7 separate regions of the Mus musculus genome follow, and regions 2, 3, 4, 5, 6 and 7 are each linked to region 1. The links are chromatin contacts, called in public promoter capture Hi-C maps. All regions are on one chromosome and are shown on one strand. The core of a region is the stretch at or near the end of the contact, and the rest is flanking DNA. Distances in the headings are between cores, read along the strand shown. Region 1 holds the start of Cmtr1 (cap methyltransferase 1). Region 2 holds the start of Pknox1 (Pbx/knotted 1 homeobox). Region 3 holds the start of Ilrun (inflammation and lipid regulator with UBA-like and NBR1-like domains). Region 4 holds the start of Taf11 (TATA-box binding protein associated factor 11). Region 5 holds the start of Slc37a1 (solute carrier family 37 (glycerol-3-phosphate transporter), member 1). Region 6 holds the start of Tcp11 (t-complex protein 11). Region 7 holds the start of Scube3 (signal peptide, CUB domain, EGF-like 3).

What was found. Promoter capture Hi-C pulls out the DNA fragments that hold promoters and counts their contacts. Capture Hi-C pulls out chosen DNA fragments and counts their contacts.
Region 2: a contact with region 1 is called in a promoter capture Hi-C map of liver, with 3 times the contacts expected there. The contact joins the promoter of Pknox1 here to the promoter of Cmtr1 in region 1. A contact is called at or near these places in 2 of 39 promoter capture datasets (liver and pre-B cells) and 1 of 115 datasets of contacts at active chromatin or transcription factors (astrocytes).
Region 3: a promoter capture Hi-C map of pre-B cells shows a contact between it and region 1, with 3 times the contacts expected there. The contact joins the promoter of Ilrun here to the promoter of Cmtr1 in region 1.
Region 4: a contact with region 1 is called in a promoter capture Hi-C map of liver, with 3 times the contacts expected there. The contact joins the promoter of Taf11 here to the promoter of Cmtr1 in region 1. A contact is called at or near these places in 1 of 484 Hi-C or Micro-C datasets (CD4 T cells) and 3 of 9 other capture datasets (adipose tissue, liver and pancreatic islet).
Region 5: a promoter capture Hi-C map of liver shows a contact between it and region 1, with 5 times the contacts expected there. The contact joins the promoter of Slc37a1 here to the promoter of Cmtr1 in region 1. A contact is called at or near these places in 3 of 39 promoter capture datasets (liver and pre-B cells) and 1 of 115 datasets of contacts at active chromatin or transcription factors (embryonic stem cells).
Region 6: a contact with region 1 is called in a promoter capture Hi-C map of liver, with 2.4 times the contacts expected there. The contact joins the promoter of Tcp11 here to the promoter of Cmtr1 in region 1. A contact is called at or near these places in 2 of 39 promoter capture datasets (liver and pre-B cells).
Region 7: a contact with region 1 is called in a promoter capture Hi-C map of liver, with 2.3 times the contacts expected there. The contact joins the promoter of Scube3 here to the promoter of Cmtr1 in region 1. A contact is called at or near these places in 2 of 39 promoter capture datasets (liver and pre-B cells).

Annotation. Positions count from the first base shown.
Region 1 is chr17:29,659,270-29,661,869 of GRCm38.p6, forward strand. Cmtr1 (cap methyltransferase 1) reads left to right here and starts at 1,326. Exons shown (of 24, transcript NM_028791.6): 1 at 1,326-1,502. The region is part of intron 7 of Gm28043 (predicted gene, 28043); the gene reads left to right.
Region 2 is chr17:31,563,492-31,566,091 of GRCm38.p6, forward strand. It overlaps Pknox1 (Pbx/knotted 1 homeobox), which reads left to right and starts at 1,282. Exons shown (of 11, transcript NM_016670.3): 1 at 1,282-1,397.
Region 3 is chr17:27,819,236-27,821,835 of GRCm38.p6, forward strand. Ilrun (inflammation and lipid regulator with UBA-like and NBR1-like domains) reads right to left here and starts at 1,307. Exons shown (of 5, transcript NM_001033279.3): 1 at 942-1,307. The coding sequence starts at 1,099.
Region 4 is chr17:27,906,444-27,909,043 of GRCm38.p6, forward strand. Taf11 (TATA-box binding protein associated factor 11) reads right to left here and starts at 1,301. Exons shown (of 5, transcript NM_001379368.1): 1 at 1,058-1,301. The coding sequence starts at 1,228.
Region 5 is chr17:31,294,917-31,297,516 of GRCm38.p6, forward strand. Slc37a1 (solute carrier family 37 (glycerol-3-phosphate transporter), member 1) reads left to right here and starts at 1,308. Exons shown (of 20, transcript NM_001242427.1): 1 at 1,308-1,999.
Region 6 is chr17:28,079,340-28,081,939 of GRCm38.p6, forward strand. Tcp11 (t-complex protein 11) reads right to left here and starts at 1,300. Exons shown (of 10, transcript NM_001085555.1): 1 at 1,236-1,300; 2 at 820-966. The coding sequence starts at 940.
Region 7 is chr17:28,141,023-28,143,622 of GRCm38.p6, forward strand. It overlaps Scube3 (signal peptide, CUB domain, EGF-like 3), which reads left to right and starts at 1,287. Exons shown (of 22, transcript NM_001004366.2): 1 at 1,287-1,588. The coding sequence starts at 1,504.

The DNA of each region.
Region 1 (2,600 bases), core at 76-2,575:
ATTTGAAGTCTCGGGGTTTAAGAGACAAACGCAGCTGAGAATGTCCAACAAAGTTATATTGGTCTGAAAATGGGAAGAGGAGTTAGAGTTACAGCCCATCTCAGTGCATATGGTCAAATGCCACAGATGCCATTATTTCTTTTAGTCTGAGGCATTGAGAATCAGATCTAGGATCTGGTGTGTACCGGACGAACAGTCTTGACACTGAGCTATGCCTAGTCCAATGTTAAATATGTCCTATGGAACAGGAACAGGTCTTTGACCTTGGCCAGTTTGTGTCTCTGACTGTATTCTTTTTTGTTGTTGTTGTTGTTTGTTTTGTTTTTCGAGACAGGGTTTCTCTGTGTAGCCCTGGCTGTCCTGGAACTCACTTTGTAGACCAGGCTGGCCTCGAACTCAGAAATAGGCCTGCCTCTGCCTCCCGAGTGCTGGGATTAAAGGCGTGTGCCACCACGCCCGGCTCCTCTGACTGTATTCTTAAATCTATATAATGACGATACTGTAGTAAGCTACCAAACTAGTTACGCCATGTTGTGAAACACTTTCTAGGATTTTTTTTTCCCACTTTCCAAGTCAGGGTCTTACAATATATCCCTGGCTGTCCTGGAAGTAGCTATGTAGACTAGGCTGGCTTCGAACTCACAGAGATATGCCTGTCTCTGCTTTCTGAGTGCTGGCATTAAAGGTGTTCGACACTACCACCTAGCTCCTAAGAATACTTTCATTGCTAAAACTATTTTGGGCAAAAATTCGTCTCCGGTCACTTCGACCAGTCATTAAATCTTATGCTAAACTGGTCTCTTGATCAGCCATAAATTTCTATACCATGTGATTGTGATTCTGACCTAAAGGTTAACTGCCTGACCATTTAATTGTTATCACTCTGCTTCTGAAAAGAAAAAAAAAGCAATGTTTGCTTGTTGCACATGTTTGGAGCTGCCTTTCTGTATACATCACAGTTGCAGTCCTTGTCTTTAAAATGTCGAACAAACTGGAGGTCCGAGGGTGCTTCCCGCTCCTCTGCCTGAGACAGCCCCACCGGTGGTAATAAATAATAAAGACTCCACATGATTTATTAAGACATCTTGGGAGTTTTCCTTCTTCAGGTAATCCATAACAAGATGAATAAACTGAGGTGAAGTATTGATTTCCCTTCTTTAGGGCGAGAGTAGACAAGGGTTATTTTCCTAGTGGCTTTTCTCTGCCCCCCCATTCTTTCGCGGTCCCCCTTCCGCGCAGGCGCCTCGGGTCCTGCGCGCTGTGCGACCTGGGCAGTTCCCCAGGGCCAAGCCTGAGCCCAGCGGGGGCGGGGCTGGCGGGCTCGTGACGTTATCAAGCGGCGCCGCCCGCGGGGCGGGTTCCGAGCGCGACCGCGCAGCTAGCCGGCCCTGCGAGGAAAACGAAAGTGAGGGAGGAGGAGGTTGCAGGGCCAGCCTGGGCGGCGACAGTGGCGGCCTGGTCCCTCGTCTCCGCTCGCCGGCTACTCGCCCCATCCCCTCAGCGTGAGTGCAGGCGCGCGGCCCCGGGGGTGCGAGCGGGCGGGCGCACGGGCACAGCATCCTTCCCCTGCGGCGGCCGCTTTGCCCGCTTTCGGGTAGCCTCTCTCTGCTCCTGCCCCCTGTCTTGTCCCCAGCAACCTCTCGGAGCCGAGGTTGCCGCTGCTGCTGGTCGCCGCGCACACAGTATCACACCTGACGTTTCCAAAGGAGAAGCTCCGTCGGGGAGATGGCGTTCCCTTCTTTCCCCTCTGCATACGGGGGTTAGCAGCGCTTAGAAGTGCCTGGTCACAGCGCGTCTGCCATTGTAGGTCACTCGATAGCCCTTTGGCCTTCCCCTGGCCGAGGAAATGAGAGGATTGGCTTGGATTCCCTGCGAGGCCCCAGTCGAAGGTGCTGTGGTGGAGGGGGACGTTCGTATCTGCCGCCTTGCCCTTCTACAAAGCTGTTTCCTGTTCTCTCACTTGCCCCATCGCAGACCACACTGAGTTCCCAGTGGCACCCCCCACCCCCGCTTCACCCACACCCACCGGGACGACTTAAGAGTTAAATGAGACCCATTTTATGTGCTGTGAAGCCTCAGCGATGAGCTTTCCAGTAGGCTCACCTATCTGTGATGTCAAGTAAAAATGTGGCTCCTCGGGCCTGGCTTTCTGTTGGCTCAGTCGCCTGGCTTTCCTGCTTTCCTCTAATAGGCACTGCTACTGTCACTTAGGAAATTGCCACCTGAGATTGGGATGATCGTACATTGGGTCCACAGGTTCATCCTCGGGCTGGAAATACGGAAACCTTTTGCTAGGTTTCAAGGGGAGGGATTGCTATATCCCTTCAAATTCCATTACTTTCTTACCTCGACTGCTGATGCTCATTCTCCCTCCACCCCAGCAAATATTTTGAAATAAGTTGAACTGGCTCTGATTTTCATAGACAATATTGAGTATCAGTTCATAGTCAAAACAACACATGGTCTTAAAACTATATGTCTGACTCAAACGCCAGAGAAGTCTGTTCTTGTATCCCAGCGTCCCTGTTCCCCAAAGATACCAGTGTACCTCCAACTTTTAAGTCTTTTCTCTTTTCTGAGTTCTTTGAATACACTACTTT
Region 2 (2,600 bases), core at 32-2,531, 1.9 Mb after region 1:
GTTTAATGTGTGTTGGGGATCCCACCTAGGGTTTTGTGTATGCTAGGTAAGCACTCTTATCAGCTGAGCCATATCTTCAGCTCCCAAACCCAGTTTTTCAAATTTTAATATTGTTGTTGCTATTGTATGTGGACAAATGTGTGTGCATACCACACATGTGTTGGTAGTTGGTTTTCTCCTTCCACGTGGGTTCTGTGGTGAACCGAACTGTAGCTACAAAGAGAGTGATGCCTTGGGGTGTCTGTGGAGCCTTGAGGACACAGGAGGGTGTCCTACCAAACACATGCTGCGGCTTCCTCAGGCCCCTTCCAGCCAACAGTCCTGGGGTACAAGGCTCCTCCTGAGGAGTGTGGGGTCATCAGAACCGCTTTAATCTGTGTACGGATGAGAAGCACCGATCACACACTCAGGCGGCCACTGCATAAAACTGTTGCCTAGACAAGCCAGGCAAATTGAGGGCCTCTTTCGCTCTGTCTTTTACTTCGATCAGTGAAGCCACGGGGCCCGGGGTACGCTGCTGCAGATGATCTGGTTAGGCAGAGCTTCAACTAGAGACAACACTGTCCAGTCCTCCTAAGGAAAGGTCTCTTTCTTTCTTTTTCTTTCTTTTTTTTTTTTTTTTTTTTTTTTTTTTTTTTGGCCTGGAGTCCTAACGGACCAGATGTCAGACCGCAGTCACTTCACGGTCAGTCAGGAGACTGCATCCATGGTTAGATCCCAGGGCAAACATCTCAAGCGCTCAGTCCTTCGGTCTTTAAAGATGAACGCCTACCTCCTCGCGCCTACCCCAGCTCCAGAACCTTGATTGCGAGGCGCCGCTCAGAACGAAGGGCTAGAGCCGGGAGGCCCAGAATCGCGAAGGTCCTCTGATGGTACAGCCCGTACTCCCCGCCTGAGCTGCAGATGGTTCCACCCAGTTCCACAAACCTTTATCCGAAGGGAGGGAGCAGACGAGTGCGCAGAGGAGGCGTGGTCTATAGCTCTCTGGGCCACGCCCCACGGCGTGGTCATGAAACATAAGCTCTGCCTCTGGGGCGGGGCAGGCTGCTACTGGCGCCCGGGCTGGGCCGCTGGGTGGGGCCTGGCTGAGTGCGCGCAGCGGGGCGGGACCGGCCTCTGCCCCGCCCCGCTTGGGCCCTCCCCCGCCCCCTGCCTCGCCCCCGCCCCACCCGCCCCGCCCCCCGCCCGCCGTCGCGCTGGGCGGGGGCGGGGCCCGGGGTCGGCAGGCCCCGCCCCCGCGGTGAATATTGATGCGGCGCGCATCGGCGTCGCCCTCCTCCCATTGAGCGAGGCTGTGTCGCGTGGCCCGGCGTCGGCGTGACGGTTGGACGCGGGCGCGGCACTGCGGGTCCCGATTGCTGCAGCCGCTTGTCAGTGTGATGAAGATTGGCACCCAGGTAAGCTGTCACTCAACCGCTCCGCCGCCGCCGCCGCCGCCGCTCTCGCTGCCGCCGTCCCTATCAATCACACCGGCCGAGGCCGCCGCTGCCGCCGCCTCCGCCGCTGCCTCTTCCGCCGCGGGCCAGGCGGGCGGTCGGGCGGGCGGTGCCCCGGGCCGCACTTGACCCGCGCCCGGGGCGGGGGCGGGGGCGGGGGGAGGGGTGCGCCGATGGGGGGAGGGGGCGCTGAGGCCGCGGCGCGGGGGCGCGCCCGGCTTGTTTTCCTGTGTGGGTTCAGGGGCGCGGAAATTTCTCGAAGGCGGCAGGGCCTCCGCGCTGGGCCCGCTCGAAGCGCGCGCCTAACCGTCGCTCACGGAGTGCAGCTCGCGGCTGCGGGGGCGCGCGGGCCGGCGGGGGCGCGCGGCGGCGGGCTGAGGGCCGAGGGCCGAGGCCCGGGGGCGGCGCGGCAGGAAGATGGCGGCGGGGTCGGCAGCCCAGAGGGGCGGCCGGAGCCGGTGTGGGGCTTCCCGGGGGAGTCCGCGGATGGTGACAGCGTGTCGCGCGTGTCCACGGCCCGTCGGGGAGAGCTTCTCGAGGAGCGCTTGGTCCGCTGTGCCTGCTCCGTGTGTATCTGAGAAGGGAAGCGGTGCGGCTAGGAGCACCGAGCCCGGCGACGTCGCGGCTCCAGGCTCCGGAGGCCGTAGCCTGCGCGGTCGGTCCCACCGCGCCAGCCGGGAGCGCGCGGGCCACGGGGGCCAAGATTGAGCACACATCAGGGATTCTGGATAGTTGAGACGTGGGTGTCGGCTCGACAGGGAAGCCTCTTCCAGAAGTGACTTGTTTTTGTTTTATTTTATTTTTTTTAAAGATGTGGGTGATTTCCACTAAAGGATGGAAGAACACGCCTCTAAGCAGGCCTCCTGTCATAGCACTAGAAAAATGAGCTTTCCCTAAACACTCCAGGGAAGGATTTGACTGAGGCGGGAACGCGTTGCTAGCACGCTTTTTGTTGCTCATTCGGTGTCCAGGTGAGGCAGGCAAGAGTCCCTAAACCCTCCCAGCCTGTGCGGGCCATCCCGTTGGCAATAGCGCGCTGAGTCTTAGATCCACCATTGTGTGAGGTACCGTTGAAGCTTAAGGTTCTTCCTGGAGAACTTTGGCCACCAGGGCACCAGGAGTTGATGCTCCTTAAGAGAGACCCCTGTGCTTTAGGATAGAACA
Region 3 (2,600 bases), core at 57-2,556, 1.8 Mb before region 1:
CCCCCTTGCTTTTTGCTCAAATCCCGATTAGTTGCTTCACCTGAGAGCCTTTCAAAGGCCGTCTAATGGTCTCCAGTCTAATGGTTAAATTCCCGAGTGAACTTAACAATCCCTACTTGGAGACCAAGAGAAAGTATTCTTGCTTATCAAAAACAGCAAGTGCTGCTCTAAGAACCAAGACACACGTCGGTGCCTGGAGACAGCTCCACTTCAGCCTGTACAACCCAACTACAAGCCAGAACCCCTGGCCCCCAACCTATACATTTCTCAGTTTTCTGTCAACTAAGCCCATCCAATCAGTAAGCTCGTCAAAGTTCCCAAGGCCAAGCCTCTGCCCAGCACGCCAGTGTCTTCACAAAGTTCCTGCCTCCAAGATCAGCTTCCCTCCACTTTCTGAAGACTTTTCCCAGTCCTCGTCGCAGGCCTGGCGCTCCGGCGCCTCCATTAGATGTCACTTCTCCCTGGCACAACTCTTCCTTTCTCACCATACTCAGTTGATTATAATTTGTGTTCCCTCCGCCGCAAAAGTCGTTTTCGCCCTTATCTCCTCAAAGAGACACAAGATCTATTCTCAGCTCCGAGACCTCTCCCGCGCCCAGAGTTCGACCTCAGCACCTAACACACTCCCTCGAGTTTCCACACCGTTCTGTCATCCTCAGCTCCTACACTTCGCACCTATTTAAAAGGAAAACACTTCGCAACTCTCGTTTCCTGTGCTTTCTACTCCCAGAACACACGCTTTTCGCCCCAGATCGACTCCCCTGGCTTCCACCTCACCACTTCTCCCCTCTTCCCATGTTCTTCGGGCTCTGACTCCCTGCCACCTCCCGGCCTGGGCCCTGCCCTGCCCGGGAGTACTCCACGAGCGGGCTCCGGTGTTTTTGCCCTCGGGGCCGCGAGGCCGCTGCCAGCAGGATTGGCTCCGCGTGGGGCGGACTCACCAGTTGGTCATGTCCAGGAAGAAGGCGCAGCCGGCCGGGTTGAGCTGGAAGCCGAGTAGCCGCTGGAACTCGGAGATGAGCACGTCCTTGTCTGTGGTGCCCAGGCAGCTGAACTTCTGCATGAGCTCCGGATCCAAGTCCACGTCCATGCCCTCCATGGCGGGGGGCCCGGACGCACAGCTTCCACCGCCCCGACCTGCTTCTCCACGGGCGGCCGCCGCGCCCGGGCCCGAGCCCACGAAGGGCGGCCCGCTGCTGGCCGGCGCCGCGCGCACTGCTCCGAGACAGGCCCCAGGCCTCTCACCGCCTCATGGGCTGCGCGCGCCGCGCCGAGCCGCGCCGCACCGCACCGCTCGCTCCTCTCTCGCTGGCTCTGGGGCTCGCGCTCCCCCCCCTCCCACCCCCCCCAGCGCCCGCCTCCGCCGCCGCCGCTGCTGCCGCCGCGGTTCGCAGCACCGCCGCCTCCGCCTCCTCCCGGGCCGCGCCCAACGCGCACGCGCGGGGCCGCTCGGACCCCGCCCCTTCCTCTCCCGAAAGCCCGCCTTCAGTGACGTCATAACTCGGTGACGTCTCTCGCGTGACCTCACCGCGACAGAGCGGAGGGGGCAGGAAACGGGAAGCCGGAAAGAGCGGATACTGGGCGGGTCTCTGTCCTCGCCTGAGTCCCCACACTGCGTGGGAGGAGTCACGAGTCTGAGAGGTGCTTCGGAGACGAGCGACCCCACCCATGCTCAGGCTGGGAACCCGAAGTCGCCACAGGAACAGAGGCTGGGACTGGGGCAAAGGGCAAAGGGCAGCACAGAGCGGACTCTTGCTGCTCCGCTCTCAGGGGACTTAGTATTCAAACAGACATTTTCCCAAGGTCGCGGCGGTGCACGCTTAGTCTCTGGATTCTGACCTGAGTTTCTCATGACTGCCTATGTTACTATGCAACCTTAGCATTACGTTTCCAGAAAATAAAGGCAGCCTAATGCAAGCACCAGTTACAGGTCAGAGGAACCGATCCTCTGCAAAGAAAGGTCAATACCCTAGAATTTAGCAAATCTTGTTCTGTCTCTAAAATCCACGACCAAAAAAATGACTGTAGACAGTATCCAGTGTATCTACTAATGTGAGGCTCCATTTGAAGCTGAAGGATTAAGAAGCTCAGCTGTGGAGAGACTCATCTGCCCGTTCTGTCACCAAGTATTTTCTCAGTGTCACCTGTTAGATATGACTAGGTACAGGGATGGGGGTGGGTAAGAAACTGGGCAACTGGGGACTTGGCTTAAGCTGTTTCCCCGAAGGTATGAAGACCTGGGTTCCTGAGAGCAGAGATACTTCGCTCTTGCATATAAGGCCTGGCTGACAGCCAAGGGTGGCGGCACTGGGGAGGCAGGCAAATTTCTGTGTGTTTGATGCCAGCCAGAGATACTCTAGACCCTGCCTTTAAAAAATAAACCACCCCAGCACTCAAGAGGCAGAGGCGGGCTTTCTTCCTGGAGTTGCCTTTGATCTCATCCTCCTACCCCTACTTGCTGGGATAACTACTGTCACAACTACTTCTGAAAAGAGACTCAACTGAAGTCAGTGGGCCTGGGAGGAGGCTCAAAATCGCCTGGTGATTGTTATCATATCCAAATTTCAGAGCAGAACCTTGAGCAAATGCAGTTATTGCTG
Region 4 (2,600 bases), core at 51-2,550, 1.8 Mb before region 1:
CCTTCTTCTGACTTTTACAGGGAATGTGCCAGGCACATTACACGGCAAACAAAAATACACAGGCAAAACATTCATATAAAAAATATTCTTAAAAACCCACAATTTTTCAGTTACTACGGACATTCATGTGTGTGGGTTTGTAAGTGGACAACTTTGTGCAGATAGTCCGCTTCTACCTTAACGTGGGTTCTGGGGATCAAGCACCCTGACCTGCTGAACAATTTCGCCTGCCCTAAGCTAAAAACGTCTTCAAGATGTTTACTATTTACATTTCTCCTCACATAAACACTTAACCGTTTTATTCACAAGAGTGATCCAAACTCTGTCCTAGCCAACTTACTATAAAATCGTAATACATCAAAACTCATTAATGAGATTTAATGGTTCCTTTAAAATGAAAGGTATGTCGGGAAGTGGTGGCACATGCCTTTGATACTAACACTTGGAAGTCAGAGGCAAGGGGATCTCTGAATTCGAAGCCAGTGTGGTCTATAGAACCTGAGTTCCAGGTTAGCCAGGGCTACCCTGTCTCGAAGGAGGAGGAGGAAGAAGAGGAAGAAGGGGAAGAAGAGAAGGAGAAGGAGGAGGAGAAAGAAGAAGGAGGAGGAGGAGAAGAAAGAAAGAGAGGGAGAGAGAGAAAGAGAGAAAGGAAGGAAGGAATTCATATTTAAACTCATACAGAAATATGGAGAGGGGGAGAGAAGGCATTATCTATCTGACAGCCTTTCTAACTTACTTTCCACTATTGATCTACGCGTGTTTCTAACCTTTGTGCTTCAGATTTTCAAATTTATTTGTCCTTAACCATTTTCTCCTCGTCTTTTATCTTCTTGTCTCCTCCACCTTCCTCCTCAGCCTTCCCCCAAAAGGAGCTGGAGTACAAGCAGGCCTGAATAGGGCTCTAACAGCACCTACACCTTCCCGTTCCCTCTCCTGCCCCTCAAGGTTGCAGACTCACAAACAGTCGTGGGGGAATTCTAGTTCCCTGGCTTTGGAAGAAAGCAGTCAGGAGCGCACCCGGGTAGTCCTGCAGCGTTATCCACCAACTTCCACCTACCTCGCTTTCCTCCGCCGCGGCTTCTTTCAAGTCCGCGTCTCCATCCCTGTCGGTTTCCTCCGGGATTCCCTCAGTGTCGGCTGCCACCAAAGCCCCAGGAGTAGCCCTCGTCTCCTCTGACTCCCCTGGCTCCCCGCCTTTGTCTGTGGGCGACTCCCCGAGGTTGTCCATCGCGAGAGCAGGGGGTCAGAGGCGATGGCAGCACCGCCGGGAGAAGGAGCTGTGGAGCGGAGCTGGAGCTGAGGGCTCGTCGTCGCGCCGCGATGACGTCACGCCCACGGATCCTGGGAGGGGTCACTTCCAGAAGCGCGTTGGTTGCCCAGGGGATTCATATAAACGGAATTTGTTTTAATGTGAAAGAAATGTAGAAGTCTAGATCCTCCGCTTCAGGGCAGAAGCGTTTTTGAAAGAGCGTAATTCGTTTCCCGAGAGACTTCTTTTTCCTTCTTTTTCTTCTCCTTCCTGGGAATGTAATGCCAATTAACCCTTCTTTAACTTTACTCCTTCAGCCCAAAGTCGGGGAACAGGGAGAGAACTCGGTCCCGCTGCTTGTTGTTGCCGTGGACTGAGCAGCTTCCGGCAGCGACCTAACCTCGGATTTCCCAAAGAACTAAGACCACCGGCTTGTGTCCACCAGGGAAGTTTCCCTTCTGTTTCGCAAGCATCTCTAACGCCAACAGAAAGTATCCAATGGTTTCATTTAACACTTCAAATATTGGCCACCTGCCTCGCGTCAGAACAGGCTAGTGTTGTGAGGGAAAAACAGAAAAAAAAAAAAAAGTCATCCTTTCCCAATTACATTTCCCTCCTTAGTCCACCAATATTAAAAATTGGAAATGGTTCCCCAAATCTGACTTTTAAAATGTCTCTCATGACAACTAAGAGAAAGAAGGTCTCTTCTGACTTTTTCTGAAGAGTTAGTAGGATGGAGTGCGAGGATAGTGTCTGTTAAGAGTTCTTACATTTTTTTTTCATGTGTATGGGTGTTTTGCATGTAAGTCTGAGCTCCACATGCGTTCGTGGTACCCTGGGAGGCCAGCAAAAGGTGTTACATCCGCTGGAGCTGGAGTTACAGACTGCTGTGAGGCGCCACAAGTGATGGGAATCAAACCTAGATTCTCTGGCAGAGCAACCAGTGCTCTTAACAGGGAACCACCTCTCCAGCCACCCCCGTACTCCCTCCCCCCCCCCCACCTTTTTTTTTCTGGAGAGAGGGTCTCACTATGTAGCCTTGGCTAGCCCGTAACTTGCTTTGTAGATCAGGCTGACCTTAAACTCACAGCGATGCAGCCAGCGGCTTCTGCTTCTCGACTGCTGGGACAAATGGCAGTTGCCACAATGCCAGTCTAACTGCAGAAGTAAAACTCTCAGGTCTTCCCTCCAGGAGGCACCAGAGGGAGGGATTTTTCAAGTCTGGTTCTAGATCTCCGCGCCTATCCCGTATTGAATCTATGCGTTTTGAATGGAGTTGAAAACAGAGGTACGCGTTACCCCCTTTTCTTTTGTTTCTACGGTGCCAGGAACAATGACCGCATTTCCAGTG
Region 5 (2,600 bases), core at 58-2,557, 1.6 Mb after region 1:
CCACGGAACACAGGCATAAGGGCAAGGGACTCTTGAGCAAGCTTGGTGATGGCAGGCCTGAGAACTAGTGACATGGGGAGGAGGCGCCTAGAGTAGATGTAAGCGTCCACTTGAGTTGCTGCCTACAAGGAATGGAGAGTTAGGGAGGAAAAAAAGGGGGGTGGGGTGGGAAACATCTAGCCAAAGGAACAGGGTAGAGTGGCCAGAGTTCCCCGGCCACTTCTATATGAGATGTGGGTGCAGGTGGCTCAAACAGGAAGTCAACTTTGCTTGTAGGGTACAGAACACTTCTCAAAAGCCTGTAGATAGAAGTATGGCTGGGCCTTCCCCAATTCAGCAGACTGCGTTCGCGCTTGTGGCGCGGGTGGGCTGTGGGGAGGAGAGTGAAGCTGTGGGCCGCCTGTACACCAACCAGTCTGAAGAGGGCGCTAGTTACCCCCGCCAAACACTCCTCACCCTCGCCCTGGCTCTCTCTGTTCATGCATCGGGTTGGTTTTGGTTTAGGCACGGTTTTACCCAGTGGGTGTTCCTAGGAAGTTGTTTTCCTGCCTGGTTTTGCTGTTCCAGGCAGGTGCTGATCTGCGGCAGGGGGCTGAGCGGCAGGACTGGCTTTGGATGCCAGGCCAGGCCGACACGTGGAGGCGTGAGGCAGATGCCCTTTAGAAAAGTAATCAGGCCCTTCCCGGACTTTCCAGGATCAATTCTTGGCAGGAGGTGTGGGGTTTGAAAGATAATTATCCGGAATTGACCAGGAAGCTGTGTGCCAGGGCACTTCTCATGACCGGGGTGGCTGGCCTTCAGGACTTAACCATGCAAGCCATTTATCACACTGACACAGGTGCGGTACCAGGCGTGTGCCAGCTCCATTTGTAGCATACCGGATGCTCTTGACTCTTGACACTTGATGTGGTAGGCCGAGAGAGGCCATCCTCAGTCCAGGACTCCGAGGGAGCAAATCTTTACCTCGGAACTTGTCTATGTCGCTGGCATTAGTAAGGTCCGCCTCGGGGACAAAAGCCTGGTGGTGGTGAGGTCCCCTAGGAGCTAGCGTTTGGCTGCTGGGCACCATGCCAGTAAGAGCCCGGCGTCCTGCGGGGCCTAGGAGAGCATGACAGGCAGGTGTGGGGACCCAGGAACAGCTAGAGGATGCTCCAGCTGAGCATCTCCGGGCTGTGTGCGATCTGAGCATCCCTTGGGCGCGCGCGGGGCCGGGGTCAGGGGGCGCGCGGGAGAGGGAGGAGCCGCACAGGGTCGGCGTTCACAGGGCCGGGAAAGTGAAAGGGCGGCCGCTCCAGGAAGTCGACGGCAGGAAGCACGCGACGCGGGCTGCGGAGCGCAGGTAGGCGCGGGGACAACGGAGGACCCTCCCCAGCGGCGCTCACCTGCCAGCCGCCACGCACCTGCCGTGGGCCCCGCTTCGGCCTCTCCGCCGTTTGTCTCCCTCTGCTGTGTGGCTGGAGAGCCGGGGACAAACCAAGCGCTTTTCCTAGAGTGGGACGTCTTTGAAGTAAGGGCTCCTAGAGTGGCCTTGAGAGACAGTGCGGGGGCGATCCGGTGCTGGTGACGTTGAATTCCCGGGGAAAGTGGAAGCAAAAGGTTCCCTGAGACCCGGGGGCTGGGGTCGCCTAGCTGTGATGCTGGGTCCCCTCCCGGCCCCAGGCCGCGAGTGACAGCTGTGAGAAGACGCCTGCCGGAGACCCAGCGCTTTGTCTGCTGCCGCTCGTAGGGGACGTGGGCGTGCCTGTAGCCTTCACCACCCGGCCAAGCGGCTGTAGGACCTGGGAGGAGGAGCCGGCTCGCAAAGCCCTTGGGAAAGCTCTCAGCCAGCACCCTGGGCTCCGGTTGTTTGTTTGCTAAAAGAACTGCTTCCCGGAGCCCGGGCTCTGTGGCCAACGCAGTGACAGCCACCGTCTGGGCGGTAATAAAGGGTTTAAACCACCGGAAAAGTCCCCCAGCTCCGCGCACTTAGGGTCCACCCAAGGATCTTGGTGGCCCGCAGGTAAAGATTTGCATTTGAACGGAAGACCCTCCCCTTGCTCTTGGTTTAAATTCTTAAGGTGCTTTTTCCTGGTCTTTAGAGCTCTCTGCACCTGCCTGCCTCCCTACCTGCCTTCTCGCCCTGGAACTTAAATTGCGTGAAGTTGGGCGAGTTGGTAAATATATTATTCGGCTTTACACAGAATTCCCTCTTTTGGGGGTCCTGTTTGCACCCTGAGTTCCTGGGAGTATTGTTACAGGTCTGGTTCGGTGGAGAACACCCGGGGTGCGTTGTTTGCTGTGAGTGGGCTAAGAGCTATGGTGGATAGAATTCTGACTCCTTGTATTTAAGCTCAGGACAAGTGAAAATAACAGTTTCTGTTTATCTCCCACGGCCAATGGAGCCTTTAAACGCTTAGAAAGGGCTCGATTAGAGGAGTTAGTGTTTGTCTTGGTTTAAAACAAAACTCTTGAAGCTTTTGGAGGGAGTTTGGTTCCCAGGTTTGCCCTTTTATAAAGTGCCATCATTTTGACAGGTTGCCTTAGGCTGCCTTGATGTTGCCTGTGTGCTAAAGACTGGAAAACCCCCCTTGGGGCATTGCTCTTGCTTTTGCTAACTCCCA
Region 6 (2,600 bases), core at 50-2,549, 1.6 Mb before region 1:
TGAAAGGAAACCTTCAAAGCTACAGCCACTCCTCAAGAAACTCTCCAACTGCAAGAAGCAGCCAGTTCCGCCCAGAGCACTCCGGAACAAGGAGGGCTTAAAGAGTAGAGATTTAAGTGTGGCTACAATTCTTAAAAATTCAGATTGCCCCCCTAAAAAAAGAAAACTGCAACACAACAAAGCCAACGTGTTATACACAGTTCCAAATTTTTACAAAAGGAATTTGATTGTATACTCAGGAGTCACTGTACCTATGGATGCAACAGCCATTGTAAGAACTGTTTCCAAACCAGCAGCACCAGCACGCCCTGACCTTGAACCCCACAGGCCAGGTTCCTATTTGGATACACAACCCCAGCCCGAACCCAACCCACCCCACCCCACCCCTCCGGGTACACCTGGATCTTGTCTCAAGTCACAGCGTTAAGCAGCAGCGACCCCGCGTGGCCACAGAGGAGAGACTAACTGTCCAGCGTCACAGGAAATCCATGGCAACGCTTGTGCGGGAGCATTTGAAACGAGGGGGAGGGAGGTCCGGACCTGCAGTCCCCGCACTTGGGGGACCCTGCCTCAAGCAGATACCTAGCCTGTGCGAGCTCGGGGTCCCGCCGAGGTGGCCCTTTCCCGGGGATGGCGGAAGCGGTGCCCCACGCGTGACCGAGGGGAGCTTCGCTCGGGCGGAGGGCTGGGGACACCGGGAGGTCGGGCCAGTCCGCAGTCCTCCGTGGCCCACGGGACCTCGTGGCGCCGTCTTTACCCCGCGCCCCTGCGCGGACCCTGGGGTGAGGGCGGCCGTGCTCGGGCGACGGTTGAACCTACACGATCGGTGCCCCTGGGCGCTGCTCGCGCTCTCCCGGGTGTTTCCCCCGCGGGATTCACGGGAGGCGCTCTCTGCCGCGCCGGGCTCCTTCCGGGCCGCCCTCTCTTTCACGTCTGGCATCCTGGTGATGGTGGTGGTGGTGGTATCTGTGTGGTGACAAATGTTGGGGGCTCGTCAGGGCCAGGGGGGACCAGAGCTGGCGCAGGAAGAAACTGAGGCCGCAGCCCCGACGGACGCCCCTCCCCTTACCCCTCTCCATCCCTCACCACCCCTTGTCTCTCCCTCTCAGTATGCCTCTTCCCCTCACCTCCTCTTCCCCTCTCCCTTCCCCTCTTTCATCCCTTCCCCTCCGTGGCTCACCTCCGCCCTCCCCCTCCACTTTCTCCCTCCCCTTCCCTCTCTCCACTCAGCTCACTTCCTTCTCTGCCGGCCCGCCCGCTCTGGCTGGCTGGGCGGCACGGGGTGCGGGTGGGCTAAACCACTTGGGGGGATGAGGCAGGGGCGGCGTGGCTGGGTGGAGCCACTGAGCCCCACGTCGATGCTGTCACACACTCCACATCCCCACCCTGCGAACTGAGCAGGAGTGGGAACGCCCGGTGTTGCCAAACAAACAGCTTAGGTGTCCTGGCAACGAGGCGCGAGGCGCGTGGCAGCCCTCCCCACCAGCATCGCGACCCGCCACCGACCATCTGCCGCCACCTTGGGTGAGACCGAGACTGGGGCAGGACGGTCATCCCTATTGATTCCAAGTGTCAGGATCTGGGGCTTAGGGGTAGCCTGCAGAGCATGCACAGGGGTGCTAGCCTCGAACTGCTGACCCTACAGCCTCTGCCTGAGTGCTGGGGTCACCCGTGTGAGCCACCACCAAGGGTTCATGTAGTGCTGGGCATGGAAGGGACCTCATAGGCTGAGCTCCATTTCCAGATTCTTAAAAAAAATGGAGGGTGAGGCCTGGAGAGATGGCTCAGCTGTTAGGACCACTGGCTTTCTTCCAGAGGACCAGGGTTCGATTCCCAGCACCAACATGATGGATCTCGGCCATCTGCCACTCCAGTTCCTCGGGATCATACTTCCTATATTTACATATATTTACATACACGCAGGCAAAATACCCATACATATAAAATTGTCTTGTTTTACATATAACATTCTCTTGTGTTTTTTGCTTTTTTCCCAAGACAAAGAAAGTTTCTCTATGCTGCCCCAGCAGTCAGGGAACTCTTCTGTAGACCAGGCTGGCCTCAAACTCAGATCTTCCTGCCTCTGCAGGGATTAAAGTCTTTTAAATACCCACGCCTTGGGTTTGGGGAGAGAACATGGAGAGGGTGTTTTTCCCTCATATTCTTTCTGGCCTCTTAATTACTCTGACTTGAAGTCATCATAAAACCTATGCAAATGCATCCCATCCATGCAGTACCCCAGGCGTTCAGAAGAGGGCGTGCGATCCCCCGGAAATGGCTGTACCGCCTGATGCCGCTGCTTTGCTTGCCAATCCCTGACTTTGGAAAACCTGAAAGTAACGGTGCAGGCCTGTCACCCTAGCTACTGGGGAGACTGAGGCAAGAGGACAGACTGGCCAAGGCCTGCTTGGACTACACAGTTCCAGGACAGACGAAGCAACTAAAGTTTAAAGACAAAACAAAGCCAGATAATGGGTGCAACTTAGTAACAAAATGCCGGCCATGTTTGAGGGCCCAGGTTCAGTTCCAATACTGCAAGGTAGGATTTACTGAAAAGAATTTAAGGTTGTAGCTTGGTTGGTATCCCTGGGTTCAATTCT
Region 7 (2,600 bases), core at 37-2,536, 1.5 Mb before region 1:
CCAGGGTAGGCAGGCGTCTGCTTACAGAGCCCACCCCCACCCCAGCTGAAGCCCGCTGCCAATGCCAAGGGTTTGAGGACTGAGTCATCTTTAGGGAGACCTTGGTCATTGCCCAGTTTTCCTGGGTACCCTGGGATTTTTTTTTTTTTTCCTGCACAAAATTGGCTCTGAAGCAGGCAGGACTCTGAGGCCTGGTACAATTGGCTCAGAGCGACTAAAGGGATAGGGGGAAAGGGGACAGTGTCCAGGACCCAGGGGAACTTGCTCCATCGGCAGAGTGTCTCTACTTTAAACCTAATCTCTGCTGCCAGTGAGGTTAGCACTGGAAGCCGGTTTGGAGAGATTGTACAGAGCCTTTGTGTGTGCCAAAGATGATCGTGGGGTAGCTTCTACCGGTGTGCTGAGCACTAGACAGTGCATATGGGAGCCACGCCGAGAAGGGCGTCTCAGCGGGCTACCTTCAACGCCCACAGAGCCTGCCCTTGGAGCCGGGCAGTTTTAGCCAGGACTCATCTGAGTATGAGGATTGTGTCCAGAGGGTGGGAGTGACTTTAGGGCTAAAGGTTCGGAGGACGTTCCTTGGACCGGAGTCCCAGCCCATCTCTGTTCCGAGGTGCAGCCCTTCCAAGCTTTCTCGACACCTCGCGCCCTCTTTGTCTCCCCGCCGAGGTGCGCGTGCAGACCTTCGCCGTTCGGCCCTCCTGACGTGCGAGCGCGGGGGGCGCACCCTCGGCTCCCCCGCTAGCTCCCCACAGGGAACGAGCGGACGAGCCGGAGCCCCGGTGCTGTTTGGTCTGGAGCGGAGCGGGGGCTTGCATTGATCCATTGATTGTGCGCGGTCTGCGCCTGACCTCCCTGCTCCCGGGGAAGCCGTCTCCATGGAGACCGGGCCCGCTCCCCCAGCGCCGGATTGTAAATTCCTGCAGGCAGCGGCCCGGCAGCCTGGGGAGGGGGCCGCGCGCCCGGGCGCGCAGGGGGAGCGGCCGCCACGCCGAGGCCCCCTTTGAAAGAAAAAAAAAAAAGGGCACGAAAAAGGAGGTGGAGGAGGAGGAGGACGGAGAGGAGAAGCAGGAGGGGCAGTGGGAAGGGGAGGAGGAAGAAAACGAAAAGGAGCAAGGAGAGGAGGAGAAAGAGGAGGAGGAGGAGGAGAAAGGCGAAGAAAAACAGACGGAGCCCGGGAGACGAGAAAGCAAGGGAGGAAGAAAGAGGCAGAAAGGGCGTGTTTAGGCGCTACGTCTCCCCTCCCCTTTCTCAGGTCCCAGCTCCGGCTCTGCGCGCTCGCTCTCAGGCTACAGCTCCCCGCGGGCGAAGCTGGGCGTCGGGTGCGATAGCCCGGGCCGCCCCTCGGGCCGCCGCCCCGCGCCTGCCCGCGTTCCCCACCGCGCGCTCCCCACGCCCAGCCCGGAGCCTCCGCGGGGCGCCTTCCAGTCCCCTCCCCCTCCTCCTCGCGCCCTCCCCGGGGCTGCGACACCCCCGCGGCCCCGCCGCGCGGAGCTCCAGGCCATGGGCTCGGGGCGCGTCCCCGGGCTCTGCCTGCTCCTCCTGCTGGTCCACGCGCGCGCCGCCCAGCATGGCAAAGCTGCGCAAGGTAAGGGAGGCGCGGTGCGGGATTGTGGGGCGGCGGGGCGGCGGGACAGAGGGGCGGCGGGACGGCGGGGCCCGAGCCACCAGGGCAGGTGTCTAGAAGTGCGTGGCTGTCAGGACCCGGCCCTGTGCCCCCCGACTCTTCGGCCAGTGGGGCACAGGGACGCTAGACCTCGGGGCGCTGCGCGACAGGCAATAGCGCCTGGGGAGGGGGGCGGCCAGCAGAAAGGAGCATGCATGCACTTCTGCCGGCTTCCCTGCCACCATCTAGCATCTTCCTCCGAGGTCAGAGAGAATCTTCTCTCAAACATTGCCAGGGACTCCACTTTGGAGCTTGAGACTGAGGGAAGGAAGTTTTCAACTCTGCTATACGCTTCGTAACCTCCTCCCCTGCCCGCATGAGGCAGAGTCAGGCCGAAATTTCGAAGTTACCGTCTTATCAAGTCGAAGGATGTTAAAGAAAAACACCTCTTTCGCGGTGAAACCGACTGCCTGTCACAGAATAGTAGGAGCAGTAGGAGAAAATGTCTGTGACTGCCTTCTGGCACGAACGTTGCGTTTCTGCCTTTGGGGGGGGGGAATCCCTTTCGTCTCGCATGGCTTTCATTTCTTATCATAATATTTATTTATTAAGGCCTGGGGTTTCCAATTCCATTTAAATCCAGGTTAGAATTGCATTAAAATAACAAAGTAAAATTCCAGGCTGGGAGCTCTGACAGATCCCTCTAGGAATTAGAGGGAGACTGGGAGGCCCTCCTGCCCCGGTCCCTGACCCCGCGCTCCTGGGCCAGCCAGTCCCAAGGCTGCGCTGGCAGAAACCAGGCTGGTGTCCCACAGTTCTCTGGGGACAGCCTCCCCTCCCCCCATTGACCTGCTGTACCCCTCCCCCCACGCTGTCCTCACCCAAAAGAGATTTATATGGACAAAAAGAAAATTCCTCTTAGCAAGATTTTGCCTGGGGAGGTAGATTCTGTCTATTGTCCTGGGGGTTCCTGAAGCCAGCCAGGGATGAAGAG